3 separate regions of the Mus musculus genome follow, and regions 2 and 3 are each linked to region 1. A link is a contact called in public ChIA-PET and promoter capture Hi-C data. All regions are on one chromosome and are shown on one strand. Each heading gives the region's core, a stretch centred on a gene start, on an enhancer-like site or on the middle of the called end of the contact. The rest is flanking DNA. Distances are from core to core; before and after follow the strand shown.

Evidence for each region. Promoter capture Hi-C pulls out the DNA fragments that hold promoters and counts their contacts. ChIA-PET counts read pairs in DNA pulled down with a chosen protein or histone mark.
Region 2: an RNA polymerase II ChIA-PET map of memory CD8 T cells shows a contact between it and region 1, with 6 read pairs. The contact joins the promoter of Ddx27 here to the promoter of Snai1 in region 1. A contact is called at or near these places in 2 of 39 promoter capture datasets (cranial neural crest and embryonic stem cells) and 1 of 115 datasets of contacts at active chromatin or transcription factors (memory CD8 T cells).
Region 3: a promoter capture Hi-C map of hippocampal neurons shows a contact between it and region 1, with 2.8 times the contacts expected there. The contact joins the promoter of E130018N17Rik here to the promoter of Snai1 in region 1. A contact is called at or near these places in 1 of 39 promoter capture datasets (hippocampal neurons) and 1 of 115 datasets of contacts at active chromatin or transcription factors (pancreatic cancer cells).

The regions. Positions count from the first base shown.
Region 1 is chr2:167,535,610-167,540,543 of GRCm38.p6, reverse strand. It overlaps Snai1 (snail family zinc finger 1), which reads right to left and starts at 2,349. Exons shown (of 3, transcript NM_011427.3): 1 at 2,173-2,349; 2 at 1,346-1,873. The coding sequence starts at 2,254.
Region 2 is chr2:167,013,511-167,018,367 of GRCm38.p6, reverse strand. Ddx27 (DEAD box helicase 27) reads right to left here and starts at 3,055. Exons shown (of 21, transcript NM_153065.3): 1 at 2,942-3,055; 2 at 479-625. The coding sequence starts at 3,034.
Region 3 is chr2:168,152,565-168,157,073 of GRCm38.p6, reverse strand. E130018N17Rik (RIKEN cDNA E130018N17 gene) reads left to right here and starts at 2,561. Exons shown (of 2, transcript NR_040327.1): 1 at 2,561-2,720; 2 at 3,323-4,471.

The sequences.
Region 1 (4,934 bases), core at 1,100-3,599:
ACACACACACACACTCTCTCTCTCTTCACAGATCCCCGACCCCCAGACGCCTTCATAGTGTTCCTGGCAAGTGTGAAATCGGCACCAGGCCGGCTGGGACAAAGGCCACTAAGGGGGACACTGTACATGTGATACCCCCTGGATTAAAGGGGCCTGCCGTGCAATGAGCCAGCAGCTGCGGCCAAGAACAGGTGCTGGGCACCGCTGCCCCGTGCACCTGCTCTAACCCTGCAGGCCCCCACCCCCTGGGCTACCATTAAGACACACAATGGAACTCCTAGAGAACTGGGTGGTGCATTTCAAGGAGGGTTTTGTCTGAGCCATGCCTTTACATCAAAACAAAGTCCCTGGGGGGTGGGGGGTGGTCGGAGGCAGCCTAGGACCCTGAGGGCTTCAGCTCTTCCCCAAAGTAGAGCCCCACAGCTTAGCAACCCAGCCGGAGAGAGGCAGCCTGTTACACTTTTATAGGTTAAATCTGAGGCAATCCGTGCCTGGGGGGGGGAAACGGGTAATCTTATTCAAGTAATAAAGGTGTCAGTGAGACCTGCAAATACCTCCCTGCCACCCCCAGGCCTCACTGCCCCAATGCTGGCCACCACAAGAGACGCACAGCTCTACCCCAAAGCCTGACACACTTTCCAAAGAGCAGCCCAACCGGAACCCCCACCAAGCCTGGCTGAAGCCTTCCCTCACTTCTAGAAGCTTCCCACGTGGCCCAAGGCTGAGAGGACAGCAAAGTCATGTCTTTGTTTCTCTTCTTAAAAAAAAAAAAAAAAAAAAAAAAAAAAGATGTGTCTATTCTATTCTTGTCCTACATGGATTGGTATGTTGCCTGCATGTATGTCTGTATGAGGGTGTCAGGTCCTCTGGAACTGGACTCTTAACAGGCAGTTAGTTAAGTTGTGAACTACCATGTGTGCTGGGAATTGAACTCAGGACCTCTGGAAGAGTAGCCAGTGCTCTAACCACTGAGCCGTCTTCATAGTCACTGGGAAGTCATTTCTTAGTGGCACCTGCACCTAGCACTTCACTCTACAAAGACCCCACGAAGTGTTCTCTGATACATTTTAGAAACGAGGAAACTGGGGAAGTTCTCGACTCAGGATTCAAGGCCAGGTGCAGAATATCCTGTCTAGCAATATCCTGTCTGACTTCTACAGTGTGGGTTGAGCCCGGATAGGGAACACCTCTTCACTCCTAGCCTCGAACAGCAAGGTACAGAATGGAGAACAACCAACATCTACTTTGTCCACTGCTTGGCAGCCTTAGGAGTAAGTGTTGAGTCCCCCCAGGGTCTAAGGCCAAACAGCCCAGACTCAGAGCTCAGCTATGCACACTCACTCACCAGTGTGGGTGCGGACGTGGCCCTGAAGCAGCCAGGGCCTAGAGAAGGCCTTTCCACAGGTCGTGCAGACACAAGGCAGCGTGTGGCTTCGGATGTGCATCTTCAGAGCGCCCAGGCTGAGGTACTCCTTGTTACAATATTTGCAGTTGAAGATCTTCCGCGACTGGGGGTCCTTGGCCACCGAGAGCCTGGCCAGCTGCTTGGGAAGTTGGCCCAAGCCAGGGAAGGCGATGAAGGCCTCGGCCTCCAGGGAGGAGGCCGAGGTGGACGAGAAGGACGACGGCGCCGGCGAGGGCGGGCTGGGCGGCTGGGAGCTTTTGCCACTGTCCTCATCGGACAGCGAGGTCAGCTCTACGGCCTTGGGGCTCTCCCGCAGCGGGAGGGTGGCCCAGGCAACCGGCCGCACTTGGGGTACCAGGAGAGAGTCCCAGATGAGGGTGGGCAGCGAAGCGGCGGGGTTGAGGACCTCGGGCGGAGGGATGGCGGCCAGCAGGTGGGCCTGGTCGTAGGGCTGCTGGAAGGTGAACTCTGCGGGAAGAGAAGAGACAGCAGGGAGTCAGCTGAGCGGATTCTCGGGGCGCCAGGTGGGGGGGCTTCCCGCCCGCCCCTCCCCTCCCCCGCCCGGACTCCGCAAAGCTACCCCCGCCTTCGAGTCTTCAACTCCCGGAGCCTCCCCGTCCCGGGTCAAAGACACCCTCGGTGGATCCCAACTGCCAAGACCCGGAGCTCCAGATCCACCTGTCGCGCCCGCAGAGCCCGATTCTCACCTCCCCCCAGCACCCTTGGGATCCCCCCCAGCCGCCCGCGTCCCGCACCCCACCACGCACCCACACACGCGTCCTGCAGCTCGCTATAGTTGGGCTTCCGGCGGGGGTCGGACGGCTTCCTGACCAGGAAGGAGCGCGGCATGTTGGCCAGAGCGACCTAGGTAGTCGGGGTCACCGGGTCGCGCAAGGTCGGTAGTCAACTCCGCTCGCGAGGCCCGGCCGCACACTACGATCCCCTAGCAGCAGCAAATTCCTTTAAGTACCAGGGCTGGGGGCGTGACCGTACTGTTGGTCACGCCCCTTTGTCAAGGCTGAGCCAATGGCTGGCGGCGGCGCGGCCGGAGACTGAGACCGGAGCAGGTGCGCCTGGGCTGCTGGGGCTCCCGCCGCGTGGCGCTGAGATTCCGCTTGGGCTCCTCCCGGACCGGACCGCGCGGCTTCCGAGCTCCTCGGGCGACCCCTGGTGGCCGCGCCTGCCCCACGACGAGCGCGGTGCCCCGCAACATCCCCGAGCTGCTGACCTTTGGGCGCTGGGGAGCCAGAAAGTGCGATGATATGCACGCGCTTAGGGGTTCCTGGAACTGTCTACACAGCCCTGAACAAAACACTACCCAGGGATGCCCTACGCAAGGATGGCTTCCCGGCCGTGGGAGAGAGAGACAGACAGAATAAACAGAGGATTCGAATACTAAAGGGAGGTGTGATTTGATGAAAGGAGGTGGGGAGAGACAGCTGTGACTGTCAATGAACGGTCACCTGACAGGGGAGGGTGTCTATGACTTCCTAGAGGAAGTGAAGAAGCACCGAGGGGAAAGGCCCGGGGTAAGAATCAGTAACTTCTGCCTGTCCAACCTTTGAGAGCAGGTTCCAGGATGAGGTTGGTGTTGGGCAGACCCTGAGGGGTCCGATTTCCTGGCCTCGGGTCTTTGGAGGAGTTTGGACTTTGCCTTACAGGCACTGGGGAGTCACGGAAGGACTTTCAGCTGAGGACGGACGTGTTTAGAGTTGCATTGTGAAACACCAATAAGGGCAGGTGCGAGGCAGAGGTAGCAAGGACCAGGGCTAAGGCTCCCGACTTCCTGAAAATCGTGTTGGAACGTTCACAGGGAGGAAGGGTGGCCTCGGAAACCAAACCCACACCCCCATAGTATGGGGTTATAAACACCTATAAAGCAGAGGGTCTACGGAAACCTCTGGGGCACCAGCTAGCATCGAGTCTCTAGGCACTGGAGGTAACAACAGGGAATAGAATCAGACTCCCAGCACTGGGGGTGGGGGGTGGGGGAGTGGGAGGATGGTCAGACAACAGGCAACCATCGTGGAGAACACTGCCCTCTGGGTAGATTTAGTTCATCCATGAGTCTCCCTGAGTCCAGAGGGAGAGCACACAGCGCCCCACCACCACCCTCGTCCCAACGGACAAGTCAGCTGACTAGGTTTTGACTTTTCTCCATCCCCTATGATCAGAGAACAGGCTTTCCTACCACGGGGCCTTGCTTGGTACCTGCCTTCCTCCAGTCCTGTTTTCTCTTCCAGATCCACACCTGGCTAGGCTTCCTTTCATCCCTTTCATCCTTTGTTTCAGCAGCCCCCCACTCCACCCCCTCAGCCTCCCCCAAGCCTGCTTAGTAAGAAGGAAAGAGAAAGGCAAATGAAGCCCACAAGGGGAGGCCTGTTCACAACCTCACACCTGCCAGAGGCCTGAAAGTAAAACTTGGTCAAATGATGGATGCTGGCTGGCATGCCGCTTAGGAAAGGTGTGACTTAGCCCCTAACGGGTGACAGGTGACTCTCCACGCCCAGGAAGCTCCCTTCCTAGGCCGACTGCCACCTAGGGTTTTTCAGCCAAGCTTTTCCTCAAGAGTGTCTGAAAACACCTAAGCCCGCCCTGCCCTCACTGGCAGACACATCCTGATTCGCTTATCTAGGGCGGGGTTGTTGGCATCGAATTTTAACTGTCAAAAGGACTGGATGCCTCTAAAGAGCAACCAAAGCTAAGAACCCACGGCCAGCCTCAAACCCAGACCAAACAAAAGGACAGTCCTGACACCTGTAAATAACCCCCCCCAGCCCCCCACAGGGTTTCTCTTTAGACCAGGCTGCCCTTGAACTCAGAGATTCACCTGGCTCCACCTCCCAAGTGCTGGGATCAAAGGTGTGTGCCACCATGGCCTGGCTGACACCTGTACTCTTAATATCAAAAAGAAAAAGGAAGAGAGAGAGAGAGAGAGAAAGAGAGAGAGAGAGAGAGAGAGAGCAGAAATCCCAAACAAAACAAAACAAAACACTCAAATATCTATCAACAATAGACACGGACTAACCAGGTTGCATACCCACAATAGAAGACCATACAGCAGCAAACAATAGCTACAGCCAGATGGGGGATACATCTGTATCCCTTCTACTTTGGAGGCAGAGCTAGAAAGCTTGGGACTTTGAGGCTAGCACTGAGAAGCCCGTCAGGAAAAGAAAGGAAGGCAGGCGTAGAGTATGTACAATTCCACACAACAAGCAGGACGTGGTGGCGCACGCCTTTGATCCCAGCACTCGAGAGGCAGAGGCAGGCAGATTTCTGAGTTCGAGGCCAGCCTGGTCTACAGAGTGAGTTTCAGGACAGCCAGGGCTATACAGAGAAACCCTGTCTCGAAAAACAACAACAACAACAACAACAACAACAACAACAACAACAACAAAATCCATGCAACAAGGCAGGCTGTAGAGTGTGTACAATTCCATGCAACAGCAGAATGATTCCCACCCCACAGTGATAAGCAAAAGCCAGGAACCAGTGTGCGGTTAGCTGCAGCTGGTCAAAAGTAGGA
Region 2 (4,857 bases), core at 1,806-4,305, 520 kb after region 1:
AGATGTGGGCATTTAATAAAGAAGAAAATTTCATTTATTCAGTTACTGAAGCAGGTCTAAGGAACAGAGCCATGGAGCATATGAAAGTCAAACAGCAGGACTCAGGTCTCTCCAACCAGGTGGGCTCTGGGGACTAAATTCAGGTCATCAGGTGACAAATGCCCTTACCATCTCACCAACTGGAATAAGACTCTTTGATACTTCCAAATATAGACAATATGGTTGTGACTATAGTCTACAATAAGCCCATTTTATAGTGCTTTCTACTGTTCTAAGTCACGAGGACTATGGGGCACTTGTAACTTCCTCTCCCTACTCCATCAAACCTACACAACTTATTTTCAAAGTCCTCAACTTCCAAAAGCTGCTGAGCGTAAGATGAAGGTAAAAGGCCATGAGGTAAGTGTTTGTCCTAATACCAACGTACTGCTTAACGGCCCATCCCCCATCACCTGAATCCCATCCCTGTCAGTCTTACCTTCTTCTTGAGCTGGCTCATGACATCAGCCAGGGCCCAGCTGCCATCATACATGCCCTCCTTCTCAGTGAAAACAAAGTCAGGGTTGAAGTCAGCACTGCGGTTCTTCTGCAAGGCTTTCTGCTTGCGGCCCAGCACAATGGGTCCCTACAAAGAGGAGAAGTGGGAGTGACAGTGACTGGCTGAGATGGAGGGAGGGGGCCTGAGAAACTCACAGCTGGAAGCACGGGTGGACCAGCTGGAAAAGCCTACCTGGGGTCAAATCAACACATAGAATACAAAAGAAACGAGGCAGTGGTGGCTGTAGGGCATGCCTCTAATCTCACAACTAGGGAGGCAAAGGCAGGTGCATCTCTATGAGTACCAAACAGCCAGGGCTACTTGGGAGAACCTGTCTCAACATAGATGAATAAACCTTAAGCTGGATGTGGTGGTGCACACCTTTAATTCCAGCACTTGGGAGGTAGAGGTGTCAGGCAGATGTCAGTCAGCCAGGGTTGACACAGAACCATGTCTCCACATCTCCAAAACTTCTGAGAAGGCAGAAACTGACATCTCTGCAGAAGCTGACTGGTCAGCTGACCCTCCCTGTTAAGTCCTATGTTCCAGTAAGAGAATGGTTTCCAAAAACAAAGTGGACAGCTCCCAAGAAATGACAGACACTTGATATACATTAACCTCTGGCCTGCTAACACATGCTTGTACCTACACACATATACTACACTTGCAAGAGTGTAGACACACACATGGGGGTGAGACATGGGGGATGGGGAGTGTAATAATGGCCAGTATAGTCTAGCCAGTGAATTCCATACCTATGTAAGATCCCGTCTCTAAGCAAGGTGGACAACTGGAGTAACAGCCCACAAAGTTGTTCTCTGGCCCCACACACGTGCATGTGAACAAGTACGCGCACAAGAACATGTACACAGGCACACATATGAATGTGCATAAACAATGCAAACAGCAACAGGACCGTCAGAAGCTCAAATGTATCCAAGATCCAGTTTCAAAAGGAAACACAAAACTGATACAGAATTGGATACCAACAAGCTTCTTACGGAGTGAGGCACTGCTCTAGTTCTGCCTTACAGAGCAGGTAATACATGAGCTAAGTCTCTCCCGGCCACCACCCAGTACATGCCAGGAGAGACAAAGTCATCCTCCATCCTGGACACCAAGGTACTTGCTCCCAAACCTGGATCGATTTAAAATGCCTCATGCCAATGGCAGACATCAGAAAACTGTTGTCCTGTACAGTGGTAGCCCGGAGGGAAGCGGAGGCAGCAGGAGGGTTCCAGAATGAAACCCTCCTGTTGTGGAGAGAAAAAAAGCCAGAGCAGACTGAGACATCTAGACACATGGTTCACAACCTTCCCAACCCAGATGGTGGTGACCCCAAACCATAAAGTTATTTCCGTTGAGACTTCATAACCATAATTCATTACTGTTATAAATCATAATGTAAATATCTGAAATGAGATCCTAGGGTCCCCAGGGTCTGGAGCCACAGGTGGAGAACTACTGAGGGAAGCCTTCCAGGCAGAGAGCAGAAGTGTGAAGAGAAGCTGGGCACACCTTTAATCCCAGCACTCAGGAGGCAGAGGCAGGCAGATCTGAGTTCGAAGTCTACCGAGGTAGGTCCAGGACAGCCAGGGCTATAGAGAGAAAGCCTGGGGGAGTGGGCTGGGTAGAGATGTGAAAGGCTCTGAGCAGAAAAAGAACACAAGTTTCTAAGACATGAAATGGAATGGTATGTCGGTGTTGCCAGGACAAGGAAGGCTGCTGAGGGTCAAATGGCAGAAAAGACAACAGAGCCTGGCCTGACTCTGAAAGCCACAAAAACTTAGCTGCATGGCTGGAACCACTCAGACCACTGAGACCACTCAGCTACTTGGTAAGGAGACCACCAAGCTGGAAACTGAAGTATGTGAGGGGCACAGGTTTGCAGGTGTGCGGGTGGGACTTGCAAAGACCGGAGTGTGGATGGACAGAGGGATAGAAGCCTTGGACAGACGCCTAAACTGACCAGCAGAGCTCCAAACGACCTCCCAGCAACATCCTTAAAGACTGGAGCCTTAGACATCAGCTTTCTCGGAATCGGACTGCAGAGGGCCTGGGCCATCCTTAGTGTCGTGTGAGGCTGGCTGACGCCGGTGTGAGGCACTGAGAGTTTGGGTTTGGGTCTTTTTCTCTCGCCACTCACCCTGGAGCCACTTTCTCAGGGCTACATCCCCACCGCCTAGCATCACTAGAACCCCCTTGGGAGGCTTGATGGATAGGTGGGAGCATGTGTCCCCGACTGGGCAGGAAGCAAGACTGACTTCGCCTGCGAAGTTCGACTCCGCACAGCTTGGTGACACGGCCTGCATGGGGACACCTGAGCACGCTGAGGAGGGCCTGGGGCCCGCAGCTGGTTCCCGGCCGCTCCCGCCCACGGCCCCTTCTCCCGCCGGCTCCTACCTCCTCCTCCTCGTCTCCGGAGTCCGACTCGGGCTCAACCGGCACCTCGTCATTCTCGCCGATGGTCCGGATGAAGCCGAGCTCCGCCAGCATGCTGAAGAAGCAGCCACTTCCGGACGTAGCGAGTGCGGCGCGCCGACACGACCCGCCTTTTCCGCGACCCGCTCGGCGTCGCGCGCATGTGCTTCACGTCACTTCCGCTCGGGGGCGGCACTTTGAGACTTCGCGGGCCTGCGTGGTTTCCAATAATAAAATCAAATGGGTGGGGCGTTGTTTAGATTAGAAAACTACTTTGTTTTGGGAAAGAAATAGAAGTCTGAGAGTGTGTAAAGGTGAGGGAAAAATTAGAAGTATGTGTACATTTGGGAACTTAACAACAAAATGGTAGTCAGGGCTGCCATCTGGCTCAGCATGGCAAAGGCCACACTACTCCTGAGTGCGATCCCGGTACCTACAAGGGGAAAGAAGAGCTCGGAATCCAGAGTTGTCCTCTGATCTTCACACCCTTTTCAAGTGAACACGCCCCTCTGTATACACAATTATAATAATTAACAGGGGGCTGGATTCCTGGAGGGCTGGTTTAGTGGCTAAGAGCACTGGTTGCTCCTGCAGAAGACCCAGGTTTGATTCCTAGCACCCACAAGGTGGCTCACAGCTGTCTGTAACTCCGTATCTGACCTCTGCGGCCACTGGGAACATCTGGTGCACAGACATGTATGCAGGCATGATGCAGGCACATAAAAGTTTAAATAATAGATAATATTTTAAGGATGGTCGAATTGTAAGTTCTATTTTCTTTTCTTTTTTTTTTTTTAAAGATTTATTTATTATTATATGTAAGTACACTGTAGCTGTCTTCAGACCCACCAGAAGAGGGAGTCAGATCTTGTTACGGATGGTTGTGAGCCACCATGTGGTTGATGGGATTTGAACTCTGGACCTTTTGGTCTGTATCCCTTCTTTTCCACTGCCTCTGGTGAGTAGTAGACTACAAGAGAGGTTAAAGCATTTATGAACCATTATTAAAAGTACGGGTATGGGCTGGTGAGATGGCTCAGTGGGTAAGAGCACCCGACTGTTCTTCCGAAGGTCCAGAGTTCAAATCCCAGCAACCACATGGTGGCTCACAACCATCCGTAACAAAATCTGACTCCCTCTTCTGGAGTGTCTGAAGACAGCGACAGTGTACTTATATATAATAAATAAATAAATAAATAAAATCTTAAAAAAAAAAAAAAAAAAACATTAAAAGTACGGGTACTTGGGAGGCAGAGGCAGGCAGATTTCTGAGTTTGAGACCAGTCTGGTATACAAAGTGAGTTCTGGGACAGCCAGGGCTATATAGAGAAATCCTGTCTCAGAAAAAAAAAAAAAAAAAAAAAGCCAGGCATGGTGACACATGCCTTTAATCCCAGCACTTGGGAGGCAGAGGCAGGCAGATTTCTGAGTTCAAGCCAGCCTGGTCTACAAAGTGAGTTCCAGGACAGCCAGGGCTATACAGAGAAACCCTGTCTCAAAAAACCAAACCAGAGAAAAAAAAGAGAAAGAAAGAAAACAAAACAAAACAAAAAATACGGTCGAGAAAAAAAAATTAAAGCTACAACTGTGTCTGCATGCACACAGCTCTCCACCATGAAGACAATGAACAAAAGCGCTGAAATTGTAAGAACAGCCTAATTAAACGCTTTGTCATGGTGTCCCTTCACAGTAATAAAACAGTGACCAAGGACTCAGCGGTTAAGAGCACCAACTGCTCTTTCAAAAGTCCTAAGTTCAATTCCGAGCAATCATATGGTGGCTCACAACCATGAGTAATGAGATCTGACGCCCTCTTCTGGTGTGTGTGAAGAAAGCAATGGTGTACTCGTAACACAAAATAAATAAATCTTAAAAAAATAAAAAGCTGGGCATTGGTT
Region 3 (4,509 bases), core at 1,312-3,811, 620 kb before region 1:
GCCAGCTGCCATCCACCACATGTAGCTCAGGCTAGCTTCAAACGCATAAAGACACCCCCCCCCAACCCCCCGCCTCTGCATCCTGAGTGTTGACACAGAGAAACCCTGTCTCAAAAAACAACAACAGGGCTGGTGAGATGGCTCAGTGGGTAAGAGCACCCGACTGCTCTTCCAAAGGTCCAGAGTTCAAATCCCAGCAACCACATGGTGGCTCACAACCATCTGTAACAAGATCTGATGCCTTCTTCTGGAGTGTCTGAAGACAGCTACAGTGTACTTATATATAATAAATAAATAAATCTTTAAAAAAAAAAAAAACAACAACAACAACAACAAAAGAACATTTGGAAAGTATATAAACATACTTGGAACTTGGACGGAAAAGCTTCTGCCCGCTAAAAGGAAGCATTGTCCTTGTCTCAGACCAAAGGGACTTCAGGTCCTGCATTAACATATACCTGTGGTTCAATTAGCATATCAAGGCCTGTGCTGACCCACTTCTAGGCTCCTTCAATCTCCACGCAACAAATCCCTGTTATACACTTCAAAGTCCTCCATCCCAGATTACAAGTTCCCTCCTCCCAGGTTCTCCTTAAAACCCTGGAAACACCCGCCGCTGCCGCCGCCACCACCGCCGCCGCCATCGCCACCACCACCGTGTACACGCAGTTGCTTCTCTGCTGGAGAGAGAGAGAGAAACTTCTTCGTCTGGAATAAATGTTTTTCTTTAAGCTTGAGCGACTACTTTGGGTTCTTTACTGCATCCATTTCATTCATCTGCTGCCAAAACCTGAGACGAGTCTTGCTCTTTTCCTTTTTTATTTCTTCTCTTCATTCAGTGTGCTTTGGGGAATCATGTAGTGTCCTAGGCTTGGTGGCAAGTGCCTCTTACTGGCTGAACCGTCTTGCCAGCCCGGTTTTTGGTTTTCTGTTGTGTTGATACAGGGTCTCACAGAGCCCAGGCTGACCCTGAACTCTCTCTGTGTAGTTACAACTGACCTCCTGCCTTCCTTTCCCTCCTGGTATTGGGGTGTCGGGGTATCAGGCCTACAGTCTCACAGCTGAGCCTATGTTTTGAGAAGACTCTTGTCCCTGCCCTGGAGTTTACCCATCAGGCTAGGCTGGCCAGCCAGTGAGTCCTGGGTCTGCCCGTCTCCTCTCCGCAGTTCCGGGATTACAATAGTGCCATCACTACCAACTGGTTTAATTTTTAGACAAGAGGCTCCTATGTGCCAGGCTGGTCTTGAGATTGCTATGTCACTGAGGGTGACTTTAAGCTCCTGAACCCCCTGTTTTACTTGCCTCGTACAAGGTCATACTTGGTTGCACACCCTGCTTTTGAAATTCGGGGTCAAGGGACAGAGCTCAGGTGCTCAGGCTCCTTAGGCAAGGCCGTTACCTACTGAGCTTGAAGCTCAGGGTTCCTTCTGGAAATTACCACAGATAGCTCAGAGGAGACAGGGTGGACCCCTTGGCCTTGGGCCACTATCCACAGCCATCTTCCATCTGATAACCCAGGACAGACATCGGGCCTTCAAGGGGCATCTGGCTGTGTTGGACAGCTTCCAGGTTGTCACTCCTGGGTTGGATGCTCTTGGGATCCCAGGAGTAGAGGCAGGTTCCATTAATCATGTCACCATACAAGCCCCAGACATCAGAGGACGACACAGATTTGCGAAAAGGAAATTTTGAGTGTGTCCCCACCAAATAAGTTGGGGTGCTTCTCATTATGCCTACACAAACACCCCACCACCACCAAATAAAAACGTCTCACGGTCATAATGAGAATCCAACTGACTCTCCCCAAAGCTTTAACATGAACACAACCATCTGAAAACACAGGTCAGGGCCAATGAGATGGCTCAGTGAGTACAGGTGCTTGCTGCTAAGCCTGACAAATGGTTCCACCATCCTAGGGACTCACATGGTGGAAAGATCCAATGCCCATAAACTGCTCTCTAAGCCAGACAGGGTGGTGCTTACCTTTAATACCAAAATTTGGCAAGAAGAGGCAAGTGACCACCCTGGTCTACAAAACAAGAGTTCCAACCCAGTTGGTCTTACACAAGATTCTCCAAAAAACCAACCAACCAAACAAACAAACAAAACAAAACAAAAACCCAGAAACAATTTGACCTCTTGTACTCTGACCACTACAGGTATGCTTGCTGCCTTGGCATGAGCGTGTACACACACACACACACACACACACAAAAGCATGATTGTGTAGGAGGCTGGGTGCTGGGGAGGTGTGGGACTCGGCCTCCATCTTTGCTTCGGTATTAGCCATCTGTCATGCGGCGTTTTTACCACCAGGACTGCTGAAGGCAGGAAGAGAAAGAAGCCGGTTCAGAGCTGCCAGCAGGCGCCTGGAACCTCCCCTGGCTGCTTTGTGTTTCAGCAAGAGCCCTCCCAGCTCCAGCCAGGCAGGCTCCTCCCCATGGCCCTCCTGGGGCCCCCCGCTGGGGGAGGAGGCCCAGCTAAGCCTCTCTCCTGCTGGCTGGGGGTGGGGAAGGGAGGGACTCCAAGCCTAGCACCCAAGGACGACCCCTACAGGCCAGCCAGGGCAGGGCAGCATTCCCTACAGCCGCCATTTCTTCTCTGTCAGCTCTCTGCTGTCAGACAGAGAGCCAAACAGAGCTGGAAGGTCAGATATCTCTGGAATGTATTGAGCACCTACTGGGTGCACAACCTTGAGGAAGAGCACGTGCCCTCTGCAGGTACTGGAAATGTAACTGGGTAGATGGTAGCCGAGGGATCCTACCCAGGGTCCCTCTGGGACTTCATAGCTGGGGTCAGATCCTTTCGCCCACGTGTCACCATGGGTAGGACAGAGGCTATGGTCCACCCAGACAGAACACAGGCAGGGAGAGGGACACTGTGAGGTCTTTGAGCCTAGAGCTCCTTCCTTGTAAAGTGGAGTCACCTGTCTCTGGAGTTTTTATAAGACGTCAGAATCAGGGGCCAAAGCTAAGAGCTGGGAAGTCTGGGCTGGAGCTAGTACAACCTGATGGACAGATGTCCCTCATTCTATGCATCTGATCTCAGAGGCCTCTGAAGGGGCAGAGCCAGGGGCAGGAGGATTAGGAGTTAAAGGTCATCTCTAGCTAATCTGAGGCTGACCTGAAACTTCTGATCTTCCTGCCTCTTCCTCCCAAATGCTGGGATTACAGGAGTGTACCAGTATACCCAGGCTAAGCCTTGCTGCGGGGCCAACATGCAGCCTGGTCTACATGCCAAGTTCTGGGCCAGCCAGGGCTGCAAAGCAAGACCTTGTTTCAAAAATAAAAAAATGTCTGACGTCCAGCTTTTTCCCAAACAGGAGAATCTGTTCCCGTCTCCCTGCAGTTCCGTCTCATGCCTGCTCTGCTGTGGGCAAAGTGTCCCTTCTGCCACCAGGGCCCCTGACTAGTTTTCCTGGGACCACCTGGCCTCCTGGTCTCTTCTAGCCCTGCTGGATTAAGGTGAAAAGCCAGTCTAGGCCACCATAGCCAGACTGCCTGCTGCATGGACAGCCTCTGCCCTGAGTCCTGGATCCTTCCTTCACTGGAAAGTACCTCTCATGGAGAAAATTCATCAAGGTAAAACCTCATGAACAAGATGTTTTGGCTTGGCAGGAAACAAACAGTGGTTAACAACAAATTAGTGAGCTACTGAGCCTCTGGGCACATGGCGCTGAGGGCAGACCCAGGTTGGCTGCAGACATCAGCTATGGTCTCCTGCAGACCTGAGGGGGCACAGGCCTGGCTCAAAGCTCCCTTCACACGGACTGGAACAGTCTTCAGGTGGGATGCTCTTGTGTGCGGCTTAAGCTCTGGCCTGCTCCTCAGGCTCCGTTCCCCAGAGCCCTGCTCCACTGACCTAAGGCTGGGTTTCTTTTCTCTCCTTTGATTGGACAAGGGGCCCAAACTCCTGAAGTGGGGCTTTCAAGGAGCCCAGAGCTCAGCATGAAATATTTTCAACTGAAGAACAATCCTAGGAGCAAAAGCCTCCTTTGGGGGGTGGGGTGCACCCAGGTGCCCTCCTCAGCTCCCAGGTAAGTCTCTGAATGTTGCCACCAACACTGAAGAAGTCTCTACTTCTGCCATACCCAGCCTGTCTGGCAGGAGGGGACACATTCTAAAGAGACACTCATGACCCTCTCTTTAGCTTTCAGTCTAGTGGAAAAAAATGGACCCCAAGAAATGAAAAGTTCCCCAGTATTCTCCTGGTGAGAGAATAAATGCCTGGAGCCTTGGGGACAACCTGAGGGGAACTGGTCACCCAGAAGATTAACAACTAATCCCATGACCTTGGAACTGAACTGAGGAGGTAACAGACAGGGTCAGGCCTTGACTAAGGAGTTATGCAAATCTCTTATTATTTAAGCCCCACCCTCGGTCAGGATCCCTAAGGATTTGGGAACTCCCTGGATCTCTGGGTATCCTTCTGTTGCAGCCACACTAAGTAAAGTTCCTTTTTTGCTATTCACTATACATTAGCTACTTTATTTGGCTTATTGAGGTCTGG